2 separate regions of the Mus musculus genome follow, and region 1 is linked to region 2. The links are chromatin contacts, called in public Micro-C maps. All regions are on one chromosome and are shown on one strand. The core of a region is the stretch at or near the end of the contact, and the rest is flanking DNA. Distances in the headings are between cores, read along the strand shown. Region 1 overlaps Auts2 (autism susceptibility candidate 2). Region 2 overlaps Auts2 (autism susceptibility candidate 2).

What was found. A called contact is a pair of places that touch in the nucleus more often than the background predicts.
Region 1: a Micro-C map of the G1E-ER4 cell line shows a contact between it and region 2. The contact joins two enhancer-like sites. A contact is called at or near these places in 1 of 15 datasets of contacts at CTCF or cohesin (the G1E-ER4 cell line), 2 of 484 Hi-C or Micro-C datasets (both in the G1E-ER4 cell line) and 1 of 9 other capture datasets (embryonic tail).

What each region holds. Positions count from the first base shown.
Region 1 is chr5:132,463,993-132,469,214 of GRCm38.p6, forward strand. All of the region lies in intron 1 of Auts2 (autism susceptibility candidate 2), which reads right to left. Among named protein-coding and RNA genes, the nearest start is that of Auts2, 77 kb to the right of the region's middle. Within about 2 kb of position 2,574, at least 24 of the 459 cell types and tissues checked have an H3K27ac peak or open chromatin away from gene starts, as enhancers often do. A contact at or near this core is called in the G1E-ER4 cell line, where this site is marked.
Region 2 is chr5:132,297,820-132,302,728 of GRCm38.p6, forward strand. All of the region lies in intron 1 of Auts2 (autism susceptibility candidate 2), which reads right to left. Among named protein-coding and RNA genes, the nearest start is that of Auts2, 240 kb to the right of the region's middle. Within about 2 kb of position 1,697, at least 6 of the 459 cell types and tissues checked have an H3K27ac peak or open chromatin away from gene starts, as enhancers often do. A contact at or near this core is called in the G1E-ER4 cell line, where this site is marked.

The sequences.
Region 1 (5,222 bases), core at 1,324-3,823, 170 kb after region 2:
ACATCCAGGACACCCATAAAGTGACAACCTATAGGCCTGTTCCAGCAGTGTGACCTCAAACAAGAACAATTCCTGAGTCCAAGGACTTCCTAAAGTTTAAGCAGCTCACCATAACCATCGCTTCTGCTCTTTTCCATGGATTCACAGTCAAAGTGAAAGGGGATATTTAAAAGATAGGACCCTTTCTGCACTGTTGATGAGACGGTAAAATGTTACAGACAACATGGAAACCAGTATGGAGAATCTTCAGAAAGTTAATTCTCTTTCTAGGAATACATATAAAAGACCTAAGAAGAGAGTCTCAATGAGATGTAAACAGTATAATCACCAAAATGATTTACAACAGCCAAGAGAGAAGCAATCCAGACATCCATCACAGATAGCGAGAAACTGAAGGCACCACATATATACATACAATGGAGCCTTATTCAGTCTTAGAAGGAAGTATCAAAGCTTATAGATAATATGCCCAGTGAAATAAATAAGAGACTCCCCTTAGCTGACTCAGCAGCCACAGAAAATATAATGGCTGTGGCCAGGGGCTGGGGAACTGTCAACAGGTAGTTGAGGTTCCTAGGATTCTTGCCCACAGCACTGTGGATGTAGTCAACACTGGTGAACTGTACACGTAAAGATTAAGATAGTAATATTTACTATGCAATTTTACAACAATAAAATTTTGATAAGATTGTACTCTGGTTTCACTTGTTTTGTTTTGTTTTGTTTTTGTTTTGTTTTGTTTTGTTTTGATGAACAAAAGGCAACTTAGGGGAGGAAGGCTTTCTTCAACTTGCAATTCCAGGTAATGCAAGGTACATCACCGCAGGAAAGTCAAGGCAGGAATCTGAACCAACTATGCACATCCCCAGTGAAGAGCAGAGAGAAACAGATGCATGCTATAGTACTCGGCTAGTTTCCTCTACTCTTCTACAGTCCGGGGCCCAAAACTGGAGAAAGACGCCACCAACTTTCAGGATGAATCTTCCTGTATAAATTAAAGCAATCAAGACCATCCTCATAGACATGCCTATAGGTAATCCTGGTCTAGACTACGCCTTTTTGAGACTCTCTTCCCAGGTTGTGTCAGTTAACAAACCTACCATCATATAATGTATACAAATGATGACAATGACAACCACAGGCCTGAGAATCCACATCTTAAACAATTTCTCTGTCTAAGGAAAACTCATATAAGATGTTTTTATGAACGCAAACTGAATCAGGCAGTGAATGGGCCATCTGGATGATTTGTGACTGTGAAGAAAAAAATATCAAGAACTTCGTCTAAAAATGGCCACTTGTGCAAGGGCACTTAGGTATTCCCAGGTGAGTCAGTCAATGAATGCTCTGACTCAGTGAACTACTTCTGAAGAACAACTACTATAGAACTTCTACTTAGCAAAAGGCACTTCATTGTAACAGACCACAATTACATTTTTCCAACATAACAAGAAAAGAAATCAATGTCCTTTCAAAACAGATTTAACCTAATCAGGTATTTATCTAAAGACAAATACACAATGTTATAAGAAAACAATAAAACTATGAAATCCAGAAAGGTTGATATGGTTGGAAAGATGGCTCAGGTGATAGGAATGTCTGCTCCTCTAGTAGTTTCCAGCACCGACCAGCAGTTCACAATGGTATATAATTCTAGCTCCTGAGGCCCAACAACTCCTTCAGGCCTCACAATCACCTCCCTTCAATTACCATACCCATACATAGACACACACTAGAAAAATAGAACTATTTTTAAGGGAGATTAATTTCAAAGTATTTTCTCATCTCTAAGTTCACAAGAGAAAGGCAAAGCTTAACTGACTAATCCAGTTAAAATAAGTTAATTAAAATTTAGCAGTTTAGAGCTGGAGAGATAACTCTAAGATAAAGACACCTGTCTTAAGCCTGAGGACCTGAGTTCAATCTCTGGAAACCACAGGATGAAAGGAGACAACCAACTCATGAAAAGTTGTCCTCTGATCTCCACACACCAGCCATAACATGCACACACCAAACAAATACGAAAAAGTTGATCATCTAGCCCATACATGAAATATATCACCACTATTTACTTCTCCATCAAATGCATAATGATGGACATTTAAAAATAGCAATCAAAAATCTTTATAAACCTACCTACCAGAGAACACAAAACTATACACACAATTATTTCCTGATCTTCTTCCAAATGATACCACTCTCAAAAGGACCTTTTCATTCCTTAACACCAACTGCAGAGATCTTAATGCAGAATGCCTCCTCACATGTGTGATACATACACTAACTCATCTCCATTAAATCAACACATTTCAGTAACAAAATAGGCAAGACAACAAACACCTAGTGTACGTCTTAACTAAATTTAAAATCTTCAAGCTACCTGTGATGTCAGACCTGGAATAACCGTTTGATAGAAAAGGTAACTTAGGCACAGAAATCATGTAACAGGCATCTGAACATAAACCGTGGCATCCTAGCTCCAGAACGCATGCTATTACCCACTATCAGCGTTTACTCCCTCGTAGTATCAGTGAGAGGCACTAACACACAATCGATTCTACTGTATCTCCAGGAAACAGCCTATGGGGAGAAACCAAACAGAAACCACAAAGGCCAAACACCCTGGCCTTGGATTAGTCACTATCTCTCTGGCTTTTTTTCTCTAATGGCGAAATAAGTGTAATACTTCTATGGCTGATAATGCAGTTGGCTAAGGAGCAGCAAGACAAAACTCCACACATATATACGTCACCAAGGCGACAGCTCAGCCAAATACTATCTTCATCTTTCCACTTCTAATCTAGACACAAGATTGGCTTTGCCAAATAAACTTTCCTGTCCCCACAAAAGTAATTGACTGCAGCAAAATGTGCAGCGTTGCTGGCAAGAGCTAAACAGGAGAAGTCAACATCTCAAAGCTGTGTCTGTCTGAAATATAATACAGTGAGCAGGTTGTTTCTTTGAAATAGATGGATCTACGGTTTAGGGCAGCACAGAGCATAAATCTGTCTCTGTGAATGGCTTGCGCCACGTCTGTCTCGTTCTTTGTGCTATTGTGTGCTATCTGGCAATATATCTATCACAACTCCACTTCCTCCCTTCCACAGGGACAAAAGTTGAGAGGAATTGGAAATACAACCCCAGGCACAGCCTTATGAAGGCCACAATTGAGCCTCTGAAAAGTCCAAGCCAACTTCAAGCAAAGCTTGTCCGCACATGAGGCAATCTGGTTAGGCAAGAAGCCGGTTTCATCATCATCTCTGTCCAACTCCTAACAAAAACCCAATAAGAGGAACCGCAGTTACCATCAACTTTATGTTGAGACACAAATAGAGCAGATGTTATGATTTTGCCCTCTGTGGTCCCATCTACAACACCCAGAAGTCAATTCAAGAGGCTGTAGATAGCCAAGGAACCATACTAGATTCCCTTAGAAAAGTTCTGGACAATCTCACCAGAGGCTGAAGTTATAAGAACACAGCCCCCAGACCCTTAGTCCTGGCTTCCTCTTAGAGGCAACTGCTTTTCCTGTGCCTGAAGAATAGAGGCCTCTAAGTTCTTCACATTTCCACAGGAGGGCCTTTAGCTTGAGAACCTGACAGCATTGTGGAATTGTAACCACCTTGAGAAAGCAATTCGTCAGTATCACTGCCCGCCTCACCCCAAGAGTTTGCTATGGGATAACAACAGTCTAGGATCTCAGAGAAAGCACTCCAGGAAAACAGGGGGTGATTGGTAGGTTCTAACTGCTGATTGCTAAACTCAGCACAGAAGCTCACCTGAAAAGAACATTTATAAAATGAAATGAAATAAAACAAAATAAAAACAAAAACACCATCCACGACTTACAAGCCCCCTCTGCTTCTGCCTAAGTTTACTTTTAGAACTTACCACCCTGCCAAAGGACAGAATTTAATACGAGAAAATTAACCACAGATGGTTTCATACAGTTAACCTAGAGGAGTAAACAGTCTGAGCAATGTCTCCAGAAGAATAAATCTCCTCAGAAAGGACATATGAATATCTGAAACACACCAAAGCAGAAGTAGTGGCTGCTGACACACAATTAAAAGCAGATTAGATCAGCACTAAACCATCACCACTTTTCTGGCCACAGTGGGTCTCCGTGTCTCCTTTCATCCCTCTCCTTTTTCTTGTCCAGGATAAGGATACAAATCTTTCCACCACTCCTCAAATCACCAACTCTCTCTCTGGAGCTTACAGGAACAAAGTGATGGTTGGCTTTAATAGTCAACTTGACACAGCCTAGAATCACATGGGAACAAAGAGGGTCTCAGAGAGGAATTTATACGGATTGGGTTGGCTGACTGCGTGTATTGGGAAGAGGTGGCTTAAGCTAATTGATGTGGGAGGATCTCACCCACTGGGGTCAGCGCCCCTCACTTTGCAGGGGGTTCTGGACTATACAGAAAGGGAAAACTGATGTGAGCACAAGCAAGGCAGTGAGCATGTATGCCTTCATCTGTCTGCTAACTGTGGTATGATGTGACTGGCTGTTTGAGGTTCCTGCTCCAACATCCTCACCATGGCAGACCACGAGCTGGAATAAACCCCTGTCTTCACTAAGTTTCCTTTTAGTCTGAGTATCTTCTTAGAGTAAGAGAAATCAGAACAGTAATGTGGGCAACTCTGAAGAAATGCTAACTTTTCATCTGAGAACTCTGGTTTTTGACAACAGGACAGGACTCATTTCCAAACACAATGAAAGATACTTAGCATAAACTTCAGTAATATAATGGAGCTTTCCTCTAACAACTCCTTCTCTTTATTTATAATGGATATATGATACAGAAAAGCCCTGTACACTCTACTATACCTAGCAGGCTCCCTTAGACCTCCCCCCCCAGAAGATCTGTTGTCATAGTTAGCCTCAACTTGACACCAACCTAAAACCACCTGTTATGAGGGAACTTTTAACTAAAGAACTGCTCAGATTAGAATGCTATGGTCATGCCTGTGAGGCATAATCTTATTTACTATTTTATGAAGAAGGATGCAGCCCACTGTGGACAGTGCCCATCCATAATCAGCCGGGCCTGGGCCATGCAACATAGCTAGCTGAGAAAGCCAGAGGAAACAAACCAGTAAACGGTGTTCTTTTATGGTTTCTGCCTCTGTTCTGCTTCAAGTCCCTGCCTTGGCTTCTCTTGATGATGGACTGTGACCTGCAACCTTCCTCCCAGTGTTGTTTTTGGTCATGG
Region 2 (4,909 bases), core at 447-2,946:
TTTGCTCTAATCACATGTGGTCAAGGGGTCTAGCAAAGGTGCTAGAGTATACAGGCTGAAGCAAACTGAAGGGTGGGGACTCCCATCTATGCAGCTATGGCGAAGCCATTATCTATGGTAGGAGAAGATGTCCTTGTGAGGTTGCTTTAGGGTCATTGATGCTCCTGTTAGTGGCCCCCACCTATGCTTTGTAAGTAAGCCTGAAGAATTCATTGGTTCCCAGGGTGAACTTTGCTGGAATAGTAAGTTGGTTTGTTTCAAGCACTTGGGATCAAGGGACAGACACTGTTAATATCTCTCGGGGGCAAGGAATTACACTGACAGCACATATGTGATCCAAACTTAATTCTGATTGAGAAACAACAGACCCTCACATCACCGGTGTACGATACATTATATCTACACCTAACTTCCAATTATCAATTTCAGCTCCTACATGCATTTTATATAATAAAAGTATCACCTGTGTCTGTGGGGTAGCAAATAAACATTTCCCGTATCACCATGATGGTTTCTTCAGAATAATAAGTGAAAACAATTAGAATCTGCCCTATAGTAAGAAAAATCGCTCTATTTCTGCACAGTCTCAAATGAAGTCGGGCAGCAAAACTGAACATAACATCTGGGGATGATGCAAGATAATAAAGACAAAACCCCAAAAAATCTGTCCAGTCACTGAAGCCTTAAGGTATACATCATTATCAAAACATTAACTAAAAACCAGTTATCAAAACAGCAAACTCACATAGCTATCTCATTTACAATACTTCTTTCTTCCTTAACTTGTTTGTTTTGCTGTTGTTTTAATTTGTTTTCTCTTACATGTGTATGTGTGTGTCTGCACTGTACTTCAAATGCTTGTGAGACCATGCCCACTGTGTACAAATGTCCTACCGTGCCAACTCCAATGGAGAAGTACCCCACATAGTCTCGAGACACACAGCCAATAGGCTTTCCTAAGTAAGGAAACAGGGTTGCACCAACAATGAGGGATAATATTTAGATAATCTTATTGTTCACCAAGCACTTTCACGCACATTATTTCATTGATTTTCTATTTAAGTAGCTTTGACATGACCTGTTATACAACTGAGAAAATTGAGAATAAGAGCACTTAAGTGTTTTGTCCAAAGCCAGGCAAGGAGTTAATGCATCAGGCTAAGATCTGTAATGAGCTGAGAAAGACAGGGGGTGAGGGCCAATTAAAGATGAAATCTTAAGGGTTTGAAAAATCTCCTTTTCATATTGCCAAAAGGGAATGTCTGATCAGAGAGAGAATAGAGAAAAGGACTCTGGTGAGGCATGCCTCTAATCTCATTGTCTGGGAAGCAGGGGTAGGCAGAGCTCTGTGAGTACAAGGGTTAGAGTGGTCCAAAGGGCATGTTCTAGGCTTCAGGCTAGGGAGAACTATATACCAAGACCCTGTCTTTTTAAAAGGGGAGTGGAAGAGGGAGAGAAAAGGGAAGGGGGAAGGGAGGGGAGGGGAAGGAGAAAGAGGAAAAGGGGAGAGGAGAGGGAGTGGGAGAAGAGGGAAAGAAAAGCAGAGAGGGGGAACAGGGAGGGGGAGAGGGGAAGAGGGAGAAGGAGGAAGGCATTCAACCTATCAGATGAAAACAGAAGACTGAAAGCACCAAGCATGTTGTGAACATGCCCTTTCAGGAGCTACAGAGGCAGCTTAGTCAGGGAAGTGCTGGCCTTAGTGTTAACAAAGCCTAGGATTTCATCCTCAGTACTGCACAAAACCTGCTTGCTGGAGAGCACATCTGTAGTCCCAGCAGGAAGGAAAGGGATGCAGGAAGATCTGAAGTTCAAATCCATCATCGGCTACAGGACATCCTACCGCTTCTTCCCCTATCAAAATCCAGGAGGTAGGGTGGACTTCTGTGGACTCCCCCAGATGAAGCTCAGGTGCTGGTGCACAAGGTGATCCCAAACGCTATGTGGAAGACAGCCTGAGCCTGAAGACTCAGCTGGGTACTGTGGCTCGCATCAGGAGAAGCAGTAAGAAAAGGAAGCATTTGAAATACCGAATCAACTAAGATCCAAAAGGGAAGAACAGCTAGAGCAATCTAGGAAACAGGCAGGTCTGATTCATTCCACCCACTCAGAAGAGCCTTATGGGAAAGCCACAGGCAGGTTGACAATGACTCGATCAACAGTTGTTAACTTTTCTAAGAATGAAACTATTCCCACAGTGAATCTAGCCAATCCAAGATCCTTAAAACTTACTGCCCTTGGTGGATGAAGCAGGGGCTTAGTAAGTTCTCCCAAGAGTAGAAAAACCAGGGTCCTCAGACATCTGAATTTCTGTCTCCTTTCAAACTAGCTGCAAGTGGTATTCATCTACCATCACGGGGATTATGACCAAGATTTGAAGTCTAGAAAGCTAAGAAACAAAGTAAAAACATTTGCAAACATTCACAGAGTTAGAAGAGGGATGAACTGCCGCATACCTACTCTTGTAAGTTGAAAATATCAAAACCGTGGAAAGGAAGGAAGAACCTTAAAAAAAATACTAATTTGGCCTCTAGGGGATCAGGTTTATAATCTAAAAACTGAGTCGATGGGGCAAACAGAATTATAAAGGGTCTCCATTATGAATTTCACAGTAACAAGATCCATATACGACTCAGCTCAACAGGAAATGTTAACTTTTGACTTACTCTGGGAGCCCTTTATTCCCATATATGGAAACTTCATTTCCAACAGACCATGCCTCTGAGGCCAACAGATAATGTTGCAAATTGATAAATGACAACATTTCTTTTCTCGTTATTTAGTTTGGTGTTTGCTTTCATAAAATGTTTTTTCTATCACACAAATACAAAGAATTTGAGAAGAAAAATTACTTGACAATAAAATCTCTATTTGCATTGAAAAAAAAAACAGGACAGTGATATATAAGTAATTCAAAGATCACCAATCATTTCCTTAAAAATTAAGCCAAACCATCAGCACTATGTTTTGCATCAGACTGCCACTCATGAGCTAAGAAAACTCAGTGGCCACCCACAAACAGACCCAAGACTTAACTAAAGGTAAAAACAATCCCTAGCTAAAACAAAGAAGTACATTATCTCTGATGCATCTCGAATCTGGCACAAAGATTATCACACGGTAGTAGCTCAATAAATAATGGCTGAGTCAGGCAGTCAGTTACTCTCCAACAGAAACTGAGAAAATTAACAACTTCCTTTTTCAGAACCGAAGTGACACCACCCATGAATCAAAGAGAAGAGCACATGAATAGACCACATTGTGAGTTCTGACAGGAGCATGAGCAAAACATACAAATACAAGTAAAAAATCAGTATGTTACAAAAGACGGTAATAATGGGTAGACTCTATCATCTCTTGCTTTCTGATGAATTTAAAAAGTCAATGAAATGGACGGTGTTTCTTTTTTGAGAAAGGATATATATGTACATACACACACACGCACATACACACACATATACATACACACACATACGCACACATACAGACACACATACAGACACACACACAGACACACACACACACAAGTTTGATTTAAACTGGCTATCCAACAGAGGCTAGTCAAAACTTGAAATCCTCCTGCCTCTGCCTGCTAAGTGGTGGGATAACAGGTGACCCCACCATACCCATTTATTCTCAGGAATTTTAAGTCTCTTAACATCCAAACACAGGGTCTTAAGGATTCATCTAGATGATGAACAAGGGAGAAAGCAAGCATGTTTGTTTAGAGAAGGCACTTTAAACTGAAGGAGCTGAGTTCAAATTTAAAGCAACCAGAGCAAGGGACTTGACATCTCTATTTCCTGAGTTGCACCTAAGTGGGTGAGTTTTAGAGAATCATTGAAAAGCACAAAGTACCTGGCATTGACAAGGTACTTGATTAAATGTGTCATTATATAAAATTGATTTATGGTCTTCCAAACAAAAAGCATTTGAGAGCAAAACTAGAGAAGAGGTGTGATCAGAAGCAGAGCATCTGCATGGAATCTCTCTCTTTAATTAAAGCAATGTCTGTCTGTCTGTCTGTCTGTCTGTCTGTGTGTTTGGGGCCATTTCTGCAGCCTCATGGCCTGTGTGTGTGTGTGTGTGTGTGTGTGTGTGTGTGTGGCCATTTCTGCAGCCCCATGGCCTGTGTGTGTGTGTGTGTGTGTGTGTGTGTGTGTGTGTGTGTGTTTGGGGCCATTTCTGCAGCCCCATGGCATGTGTGTGTGTGTGTTTGGGGCTATTTCTGCAGCCCCATGGCCTGTGTGTGTGTGTGTTTGGGGCCATTTCTGCAGCCCAATGGCCTGTCATTATTATTCAGGAATGAACCTCTCACAGCATGAAATTCTCACTCCAGAGCCAGTTGGCTTCCACATGCCTCTTAAGTGGCTTCCAAATGCAATTTGTCTATATCTCCTCCTCTTTCAGTTCACTTTTATCTTATGTTTCTGCTCTTTCATGATGCTCTCTTAAGCATCAAGGCAATGCTATGGTATAGGTAGTTGCTTCTATAATTCACACTTTACAAATGGTCTGTAGTAGAACGATGGGATATTTCACTTCTACAGCTGACTTCAGAGGCCTTGCCTCAGAGGCATAAGGACCTGAATTCCATCCCCAGAACCCACATAAAAGAGCCAGGCATGGTGGCCTGCACTTGGAACCCCAATTCTGGGAAGACCAATGCAGGCAGGTTCACTGTGGATGCCTGAGGCTCACTTAGCAGCCAACCTATATGAATTGAGAGTTTCAAACTAAGGACAGACTTAGTCTCAAAAGAAAACAAGGTCAATGGCACCTAATGGCTTCCTCAAGTACTGTCCACACATGTGGGATACAGGGAGTGGAGGGAGGAAAGAGAGGAGAGGGGGAGGATTGAGAGAGACAGAGAGAGACAGAAAGAGACAGAGAGAATGAATAATGTACTTAG